2 separate regions of the Danio rerio genome follow, and region 2 is linked to region 1. A link is a contact called in public Micro-C data. All regions are on one chromosome and are shown on one strand. The core of a region is the stretch at or near the end of the contact, and the rest is flanking DNA. Distances in the headings are between cores, read along the strand shown.

Region 1 (4,752 bases), core at 1,149-3,648:
TCTGCAAAATCTTCCCATAGACCCATACAAAATAAATGTATTTATTATTTCAAAATAGAGTTATTTAAGCTATTTGGTAAAATATCACAATATAAATAACTGAAAATAAAAATATAGCAATGTACGCTTTTCCCAATATCATGCAGCCCTACTATAAACACTGTAAAAGGCGATCAGTTACTTTAATTAAAGTGAGTAAAGCAGTTGCATTAAAAGAAACAATTCACTTTAAAAACAATAGAGTAATCCAGCAGTAGTTTAGAACTCTAAAGTTGACAACTTAATTTCTATAATTATACACGTAGTTCATTTACTTAATTGAGGCAATGGGTTTACTTAATTCAAGTCCACTATTCACTTTAAAAGTAACAGGTTTACTCACTTTCTAAAAAGAAATTGTCAGCTAATTGCTTTATACAGTGTAACTATATGTAAGGAATAACGTACTTCCAGGCGGTTACTATCATAGAATAAAGCCCAACAGGCTAATTCAATTCAATTCAATTCATGTTTATCTATATAGCTTTTTTTCTTTTCTTTTTTTTATTAAATATGTTTTTTAACTTATGTCAAAGCAGCTTAACATTGTAGTTCTAATAAATTGAAATGGTGTCAGTCCCGTTTTCAGGGTTGAAGTTTAGTTTAGCTCAGTTGAGAGGGATTTAATTTTCTTGCTTAGTCCAAACACTAAAGAGCAAATCCATCAATGTGCAGCTCCAAAAGTCACAAACCAAGCAAGCCAGTTTTGACAGTTGCGAGGAATAAACATCACCATTGATTATAGGCTTATTGGTTGTATGAGACTGATTAATTCTAATATAACAGCTGCCTGGTTGTACTTTATCCTGCTTAATACATGGTTACATGTCACAAAACGAAAAAAATAGACAAAACATTATTCTATGCTATAATTATTTAATCCTTTAATTAAACGCAAAGCTAAAATAAAAACGGCAAAATGAAGCACACACTAACCTCCATATTATTAAGATGGTGTGAGAGCCATGCAACCAAATATGTAAAGACAAAATAAAGCTAAAGTTTTGCTTTGAAATTTCAAAATTTATTCTTAACTATAATATTTAGCATTAAAAAACACAAGAAAAGCTATAAACTATAAATGAGAATATAGAAGTATCGACTCAAGGCTGATGTTTACTTCTGCGCACGCGTATAGTCCAGCACAGCCTTCTCGCACATATCATTATATCAAATAGCCCTCGCCGTGGCTGACACGCAACTCAAAAAAGTAACTACACATCACAACAACACACAGAGAAAGCTCTGTGATTGGTTGGCTTGGTAGCTGTGCCGAGTGTGGGCAGTGCTGAAAGAGCCACATTGAGCAAGTGTTTACAAGTGTCGAGTCTCATAAAGGAGCTCCAGATGTTTTGTGTTTACCTTATGATTAAAGTTGTTGCCCGTCCTCAGTTCCCACCTCAGAATAAGCAAGTTTTAGCTACTTGTACATCATGGTGACGTTCAGAAAAAAACAAAACACCCGCAAAGAAACAACACAGAGGAACAAAGTGTTATTGCAGAGCAACACAAACAGCGCACAGAAGTATAAATGCACGACTACGCGCAAGGCAAGTGCCGTGGGTCACGCAAGCATAAACAGCCTTAAGGTCTGATTTGACCTTTAATTTGATCGTCAAGTTAATACACTTTTAGCACAAAAAGATATTAAATGAAATCAGCACATTAGACTTTGCAGTGTAAAAGCAGCCAAACAAAACTTAATGTTGAGTAACAAAAATCCTCACGATCAAACACAAATGACTTGAGAATGTCAAAACCTGTGATGGACAGACTCCTATTTCCTTCAAGCGGTTACAAACAAACTGATTCAGACTTATAAACAACAAAAGCTCAGAGCTACAGACACTTTGTCGAACAGAATCAGACACTCCAGCACCAAAACAAGTGCAAAAGAGAAAGATTTGATTCGCTTAGAGAAACAAACTGCCTGAAACAATGAGATGAAGGGAGCAAAGAGAGAGGAAAAAACGCAGAGCTGGTGAGCATGGAATTCTGTTTGGTCTGGTAGGCTTTGGGTGTTAAACCAAGCATGTGGTCCAGTATCCGGCCCTCATTACTAGAACAGTCCAGCGATCCGTTTTCTGCTCTTTCTCCTAAAAGCACCACTCCCTGCCTGGAATCACCAGACTAAACAAAACCTGAACATTTACACTAGCCTCTAAATCCCCAAAGATAACAGAAGAGAATCATAAAACAAAGTTATTCCTGATAACGGTGTCACCTACTGACTTCATCATCATCAGAAATAAATGTCAAAAGGTTGACTCTGTGCTTTCACAACAAACACGCATCAGTGCTCCACATTCCTGTGTGTGTATGTATCACTCCATTAGCCCGAAATAAGGCTACAGGCTAGCATGACTCAGCCAGACGCACATCCACCCTTCACAGCGGACAGAGACTTCAGTGAGCATTAGCAGGATGAGCTACGCTAGCATTGCCAGCACTACTGTTATTACCCAGCATTTGCTTCCAGAACTAAACATGAGCTAACACGACTTATTATAGAGAAGATGTTTTCTAAGATGCATAACTAACAACTGCTTCAATGATCCAATAAGAGCAACATTTATTTGGCACAACACACTAAGAGTAACAGTATGTAAAAACAATAAATAAATATAGTAATAAATGCCATGTTTATTTTAAACTACACATTTAATTTTGGAGGTTGATAAGATTTTTTATGCTCTTTTCTATAAACACAAGCTAAACAAAATTTACATATTCAATATATATCTATTTAAAAGAAACATTCAAATAATAAATAATACAGAAATTGCATAATCAAAATTTAATAAGCTCAAGAATTTTACATGAAGATTCACAAATAAATGTAGTATTATAGCTTAGGATACTCCGTCAAGTTCAGTGATTTCCTGATCTTTAATAGTGTGATTAACATTAGATGCAGTTTCTTATATTCCGACTTAATATAGCATTTATAAATGCCACATTTTAATTTACTTAACCCTTAAATTTAACAACAAATCTAAAAAAAAATGTCTAATTATTCATTTATTCCTTTTCCTCCAGCTTAGTCTCTATTTCAGAGGTTGCCACAGAGGAATAAACCACCAACTTAGCTACCATGTTTTACACAGGGGATGCCCTTCCAGCTGCAACCCGTACTGGAAAACACCCATACGCTAAACACAATTTAGCTTTCCCAATTTACTATTACAACCCCTAACAGCACACATCTGTGAACATGGGGAGAACATGCAAACTCCACACAGAAATGCCAACTGAACCAGTCAATGCTTGATCCAGCGACAATTTGTCTCTAACTGTGCATTCACATCGAAGGCAGCGAGAGCATCATAGTTCACTCTGGAATCTGGATGCCCTGGTGACAACACTCTGCCTTCACAGATCCATTGGCAAGAGCCACAAAATTCGCTACACTGATCTCGTATTTAAAGGGGTCGCTGCAGCATATCAGCAAATCAGTTACAATTCCATATAAAAAAAGTTATAGCATGAAAATGTTGCATGGCTTTTATCAAATTTGTTAAACTTTAGAAGATCAAGTTGTTGCGTGTGGTGTGGCTTTGCTCCACTTATCCAATATGTCCATATGTCTGAAATATTCTGAAGCAGCAATACTGTTTTGTACTGTCGTTTTAGTTGGCATGAGATTCCCACTTTAAAATAATAAACATTAATACACATCAGTAACTCGCAGGTAATTAAAAGTCCCTTTAAGAAAACATCAGGAAATCCAGCGGCCACAATATTCAAACCCTTGGGAACAACTGTGGTTGGAACCAAAGTTCACACAACTGGGTTCTCTGGATTCTTTTCAAGCGGACTTCTACATTCCGATTTCCTGCCACCAAACTGCATCATAGCTCATTACCATAAATTTGACTTGGGCTGTTTCTCAATATGCATTCTTCAGCCATCCTGCGTCCTCATGTTCTCGTATAACGTCATCATCAACTGTCAAAGTTCAGTTCCAAACTCAAAGACCGCAAGAACGGAGGACGTTTGACAGTTTCCGGATGTGTTCTTGATAGAGGATGCATCGATGCAGATTTGAACGCAAAACTTGCTTGAGAAGTCAGAAGTTATTGTGGCTGATGAAGGAGGTGGGAAGCACAGTATTTTATATACAAGTTCAGAGATATGACTTATTTGTTTCAGGAGTTTCCCTAAATGAAACGATGAAAGATACCATGAAAATCTTCAATAAAGCATAAACACATCAAGAGTGTCTATTTGCCGAAATTCATATTAAAATTAGTTTTATTTGTATTGTGCAACTTATATTTGTAAGGTCTTTATGAACAGTATATATTGTGAAAAGGGGAAAACAATAAATCGTTGTATGAATGTTGTAATGTTTAAGAAATTTTCCATTAAAACGTGTGAAGTTAATGTGACCATCAGGAAGAACCAGGAAGGAATGCAGCATCTCATTTCTCAGAGGACGTAGTCTCTGTTCTTCCAGTCTCTCGAGTTCGTTCTACCGAGGTAACTTGGCAAGACCGGTCTCCACAAAAACACAAGTCCGTTCTCTGTATTCTTGGATTTGAGAAACAGCCTTGATTTTAACTCCCCTCGATACCCACACAGGCGAAGATGTGCCGTTCCTCACCGCCAGTTCCCATTGAAAATTAATGACTTCCGGCTACTATGACGCTCTTGTCACTTTCGGTGTGAACGTACAGCGAGGCGACATTGTCAACCACTAAGCCACCATGC
Region 2 (4,752 bases), core at 633-3,132, 40 kb after region 1:
CTTTTGCTGCTTGTTTAAACTACTTATGGGGAGACAACTTATTTATTCTATGTTCAATTTATATAAATTTGTAAAACGATCAAGTTAAATTAATCCATTCGTGTTGGGACAACATGCAGAAATCATGTGAAACCTACAATGTTTTACATTGAAGAAGATATTTTGAAGAATGTTGGAACCAGCAGCCATTTATTTATTATTGTTTATTTATTTATTACAGTCACAGATAACTGGTTACCTGTTTCTAACATTCTTCAAAACATCATCTTTTGTGTTAAAACAGAAAAAATAAACACTAAAAGCTGAGAATGAAAAAAAAATGGAGATTATCGTTTTATTTTTGGGTGAATTATCTTTTTAAATAGCAACCAGTCATTTAGAGAAATATGAATATAACAGGCACCAACCTTCGGTGAAGTTTTTGCTGTTGAATGAAGACTTTTTGCGGTATCTGTAATAATACACACATCCTTATCAGTCTTGTCGTAAAAGAACACAATGATGCCTCAGTAGTGGTTACTAGGTAACACACACTGTTGGCACAGTTGATTGAGGCTGGTCTTGAGTTCTCTATTACAGTCTCACTGTGTAAAAGCTGGATACACTACAGCAGACAAACTTGCAGTCGACCCAATACCAAAAAGCCCAGCTTGATTCATTGTATCCCTGAGGCCACATAAATAGAGCAGTTGAATCAGAGGAAGAGACAATGGCAGTCTGGTTTCTGTCTGCCCCTGAGGGACTAACAAGAATTATTCTGTTTCTCCATTTGAAACTCTCATCTTTCTTGGAAATACTTTACGATGGTAATATATTATATATATTATATATAAGTTAAACATATATTTGTTACAAATAAATTATATAAATATTTTCATATTAGTCAATAATATTACTGAAATGCATTTAAAAACTGAATATATTTAAATTTATACAAGTAAATAAACAGAATCAATGATGGGCTGAAAATCTGCGGAATTCTGCGCGCAGATTTCGTGTGGGCCTACCCATGAGGGAGGGGCTTCATAGAAAAAAATAAAAAAATAATTCAACAGACCAAAAAGGTGTCAAATATGTGAAGACTAATGCAATTTAAATAAACAGGAAAACAAAAACAAAGAACGAATTGATTGGAAACACAATTGAGTAAAATAATTGATCCTTTTTTAAGGTTTGGAGTATATCTCCTCTAACTTATACTCCTCTAACTTATCCACTCTCCTCTAACTTATACTCATCCCAATCACTGCACTATTTAACATTTGCACATTTAAAATTTGCACATATTAATTGCACTAATTCACTTATTTGAACTGTACATACCCACTGCACATGGGCATTTGTAATGATGTACACACCCACTGTGCATATACATTTGTAATTATGTTTATCTATCTGCACACTTCTGATTATTAATAGCAACCTGTACATATATTCATTTATTGTAAATCTCTGTTCATAGCTAATACAACCTGTATATAATGTTCAGAGTACATTCATCTATAAATATCACCCTAGTTTATCTATACGTAACTGCACTTTATAACTTATACCTGTATCCTGCACTTGCTGCTATTGCACTGCTGGTTAGACCTAAACTGCATTTCATTGCATTGTACTTGTACATATGTAATGACAATAAACTTTAATCTAATCTAATATACCAGTAATACAACAAATCTACCTGATTGGACCAGTTAGGATCAAAGCAGTGATGTATATACAGTACATATTGTCCCTGAACTGGCTTTCTGTCCTGCACACTGTAATAAAAAGCTGAAGAGCAGCTATGAGTTTTGCGTGATCAGCTGACAGTGACGTTACAGAGCCACAGGGCCTGAATGACGTGGCAGAGTCACAGAGGGTGTGTGTGTGTGTGTGTGTGTGTGTGTGTGTGTGTGTGTGTGTGTGTGTGAGGGAAAAGACCAGACTGTCACACCCCTTCAACACAGTGTGTCGTGGGTCTCTGAAATTCCTCTGCCATCTGGGATGTGGTGACAGCCACGGCTAAATTCTGGCATTACGTCACTAATACAAATGACATAACCAAGAGGAATGCAAAAATGGTTCATGAATACCAGGAGTAGTGATTTGGTCTTAAAAAGGAATACAAGCTCTGTATAGATATATAATAGTATGATACTGTATGTAATAAACTCAAGACACAGGAGGTGAATAGGGTAAAACAAATATCACCAGGACTTGACATTAACTTTTTTGATCACCAGCCACTGTGGCTAGTAGTTTTCCAACATTACTAGCCACTAGCCATTTTCACTAGCCACAATTTTGTTGTTTGGAAAATATATTTTATATGAATAAATGTGACTGACATGCTAAGATCACTTGATTTAGATGTTATGTTATGGCCACATGCCTCCTCATTTATTTCACTGTTTGTGTGTGTTGTGTATGAGCTTGCTCACTGTGCATGAGCAAATGGGTTGCGTCGCATGGCAATTAGTTTTTATTTCACATGACTTTTTTAGGGCTCAAAATTAAGGATTTACCAAATGTATCTTTGACCACACCAAAAAGAAAGAAATAACTATTTCTTAGCCACACATTTTAAATGTGTCAAAACAAGCAAAATACAGCTGCATACATGCACTTTTTATTCAACAAAACCTTTTTTTTTTTTAATTGACATTTAAAAAGATCTAGTGTCATGTATCTACAATAAGCACAGTAATATGTCCTGACTAAAGGTCCCAGATCAGCAGTTACTACACATAAATGAGAAGTTATTAATAGTTATTTATATCTCATTTTAAAGCAATGTTATTGTAAAGGATGATAATTAAACTATATTAACAAAATAACTGTAAGCAAAAGAAAGCAGGTAAAAAAACATAATGTGTGTGAAAATGAAAGGATTATCACGTGTCTGACAATAATTAGAACCAAAGCAGTGGCTGCTGCTTAAAAAAAAGGATATATATATACATACATATACATATATACACATATATATATATATATATATATATATACACACACACACACACACACACACACACACACACACACACACACACACACACACACACACACACACACACACACACACACACACACACACACACACACACACACACACACACACACACATATATATACATACACATATATATATATATATACATATATATACACACACAGTTGAAGTCAGAATTATTAGCCCCCTTCAAATTTTTTTCTTCTTTTTTAAATATATTCCAAATGGTGTTTAACAGAGCAAAAAAATTTTCACAGTATGTCTGATAATATTTTTTCTTCTGGAAAAAGTCTTATTTGTTTAATTTCGACTAGAATAAAAGCCGTTTTTTACTTTTTAAACACCATTTTAGGGACAAAATTATTAGCCCCTTTAAGCTATATTTTTTCTCGATAACCTACAGAACAAACCATTTTTATACAATAACTTGCCTAATTACCCTAACCTGCCTAGTTACCCTAATAAACCTAGTTAAGCCTTTAAATGTCAATTTAAGCTGTATAGAAGTGTCTTAAAAAAGACAAGAAAAGTAAAATATTATTTACTGTCATCATGGTAAAAAGAAAATAAAACCATTATTAGAAATGAGTTATTAAAACTATTATGTTTAGAAATGTGTTGGAAAAAAAATTATCTCCGTCAAAAAGAAATTGGAGAAAAATAAACAAGCAGTCTAATAATTCAGGGGGCTAATAATTCTGACTTCAACTGTATGTGTGTGTATATATATATATATATATATATATATATATATATATATATATATATATATATATATATATATATATATATATATATATATATACACACACACACACACATATCTTTTTTTCCTCTCAATCTTGAGCTCTTAAAAGCAGCAGGACTGTGGGTACACAAGCATCGATTTTTGTCTGGTCTATTTCATTGAGAACCGATCGCACCTGTGTGCGCGAGTAATCATCCTCTCATAAGGTATTCACCTGATTTTAACACAGTTATTTTTGTCAGTCGTGCTGCTTCTTGATTCTACTGTAAGATCACATTTGCATGCACACTGGGCCATCCTTATTGTCGAGCCCTGTTTTAAAAAAACTAAAATGTAAAAATAATTTTCAACCAGCCAAAGTGGCTAGTGGGAGCGGCTGTCTTTCCCGCCAGAGCTGAAATCTACCCGCATATGGCAGGTTGACGGATGTTAATGTAAAGCCCTGAATATCACCCACGATACAGATAGGATTTGGGGAATCTATTATTAGAACATAAAACAAATAAAGGTTCTCACTTTATATAAGTTTTTGCATTGTATTTATATATTTTCTCATTATTATAATTATAATATTTACATATTATCTCCATGTGATTACATCTGAAATTAAAGCATGAAATTACTTTTGTAATTACACTGTTTACCAATCCCTTACACCTTAAACCACCTTTAAATCTACACATAACCTTAACCATTTCCCACTTTAATAGCACCATACATGTTGTACAATACAATATGAACACAGTGAGTTCATTGCACCTACAGTAGTAGTATCTCGTAGCTAAGAAGTCTACTTAATATAAAGTGGGACTAAATATGTAGATATAAATAAAACTGTAACGTTTTGTGTAAATTACACCGCGTCCTAACTACACTCGACATGATGCTGTCAGGATTGGCTTACTTGGTTTGGGACTTGTAAAGCTGCACATCGAAAAATAAGCTCTTTAGTGTTTAGACTTTCAGCAGTGAACATTAAACCACATTTGACTGAACTTCAACTCTG

Evidence for each region. A called contact is a pair of places that touch in the nucleus more often than the background predicts.
Region 2: a Micro-C map of caudal fin shows a contact between it and region 1, with 2.9 times the contacts expected there. The contact joins two enhancer-like sites. A contact is called at or near these places in 2 of 18 Hi-C or Micro-C datasets (caudal fin and an unstated tissue) and 1 of 4 datasets of contacts at active chromatin or transcription factors (caudal fin).

Annotation. Positions count from the first base shown.
Region 1 is chr8:18,226,208-18,230,959 of GRCz12tu, forward strand. All of the region lies in intron 1 of rnf11b (ring finger protein 11b), which reads right to left. Among named protein-coding and RNA genes, the nearest start is that of rnf11b, 16 kb to the right of the region's middle. Within about 2 kb of position 2,399, at least 24 of the 62 cell types and tissues checked have an H3K27ac peak or open chromatin away from gene starts, as enhancers often do. A contact at or near this core is called in caudal fin, where this site is marked.
Region 2 is chr8:18,266,794-18,271,545 of GRCz12tu, forward strand. It overlaps ttc39a (tetratricopeptide repeat domain 39A), which reads right to left. Exons shown (of 21, transcript XR_012384188.1): 6 at 408-451. Among named protein-coding and RNA genes, the nearest start is that of rnf11b, 25 kb to the left of the region's middle. Within about 2 kb of position 1,883, at least 16 of the 62 cell types and tissues checked have an H3K27ac peak or open chromatin away from gene starts, as enhancers often do. A contact at or near this core is called in caudal fin, where this site is marked.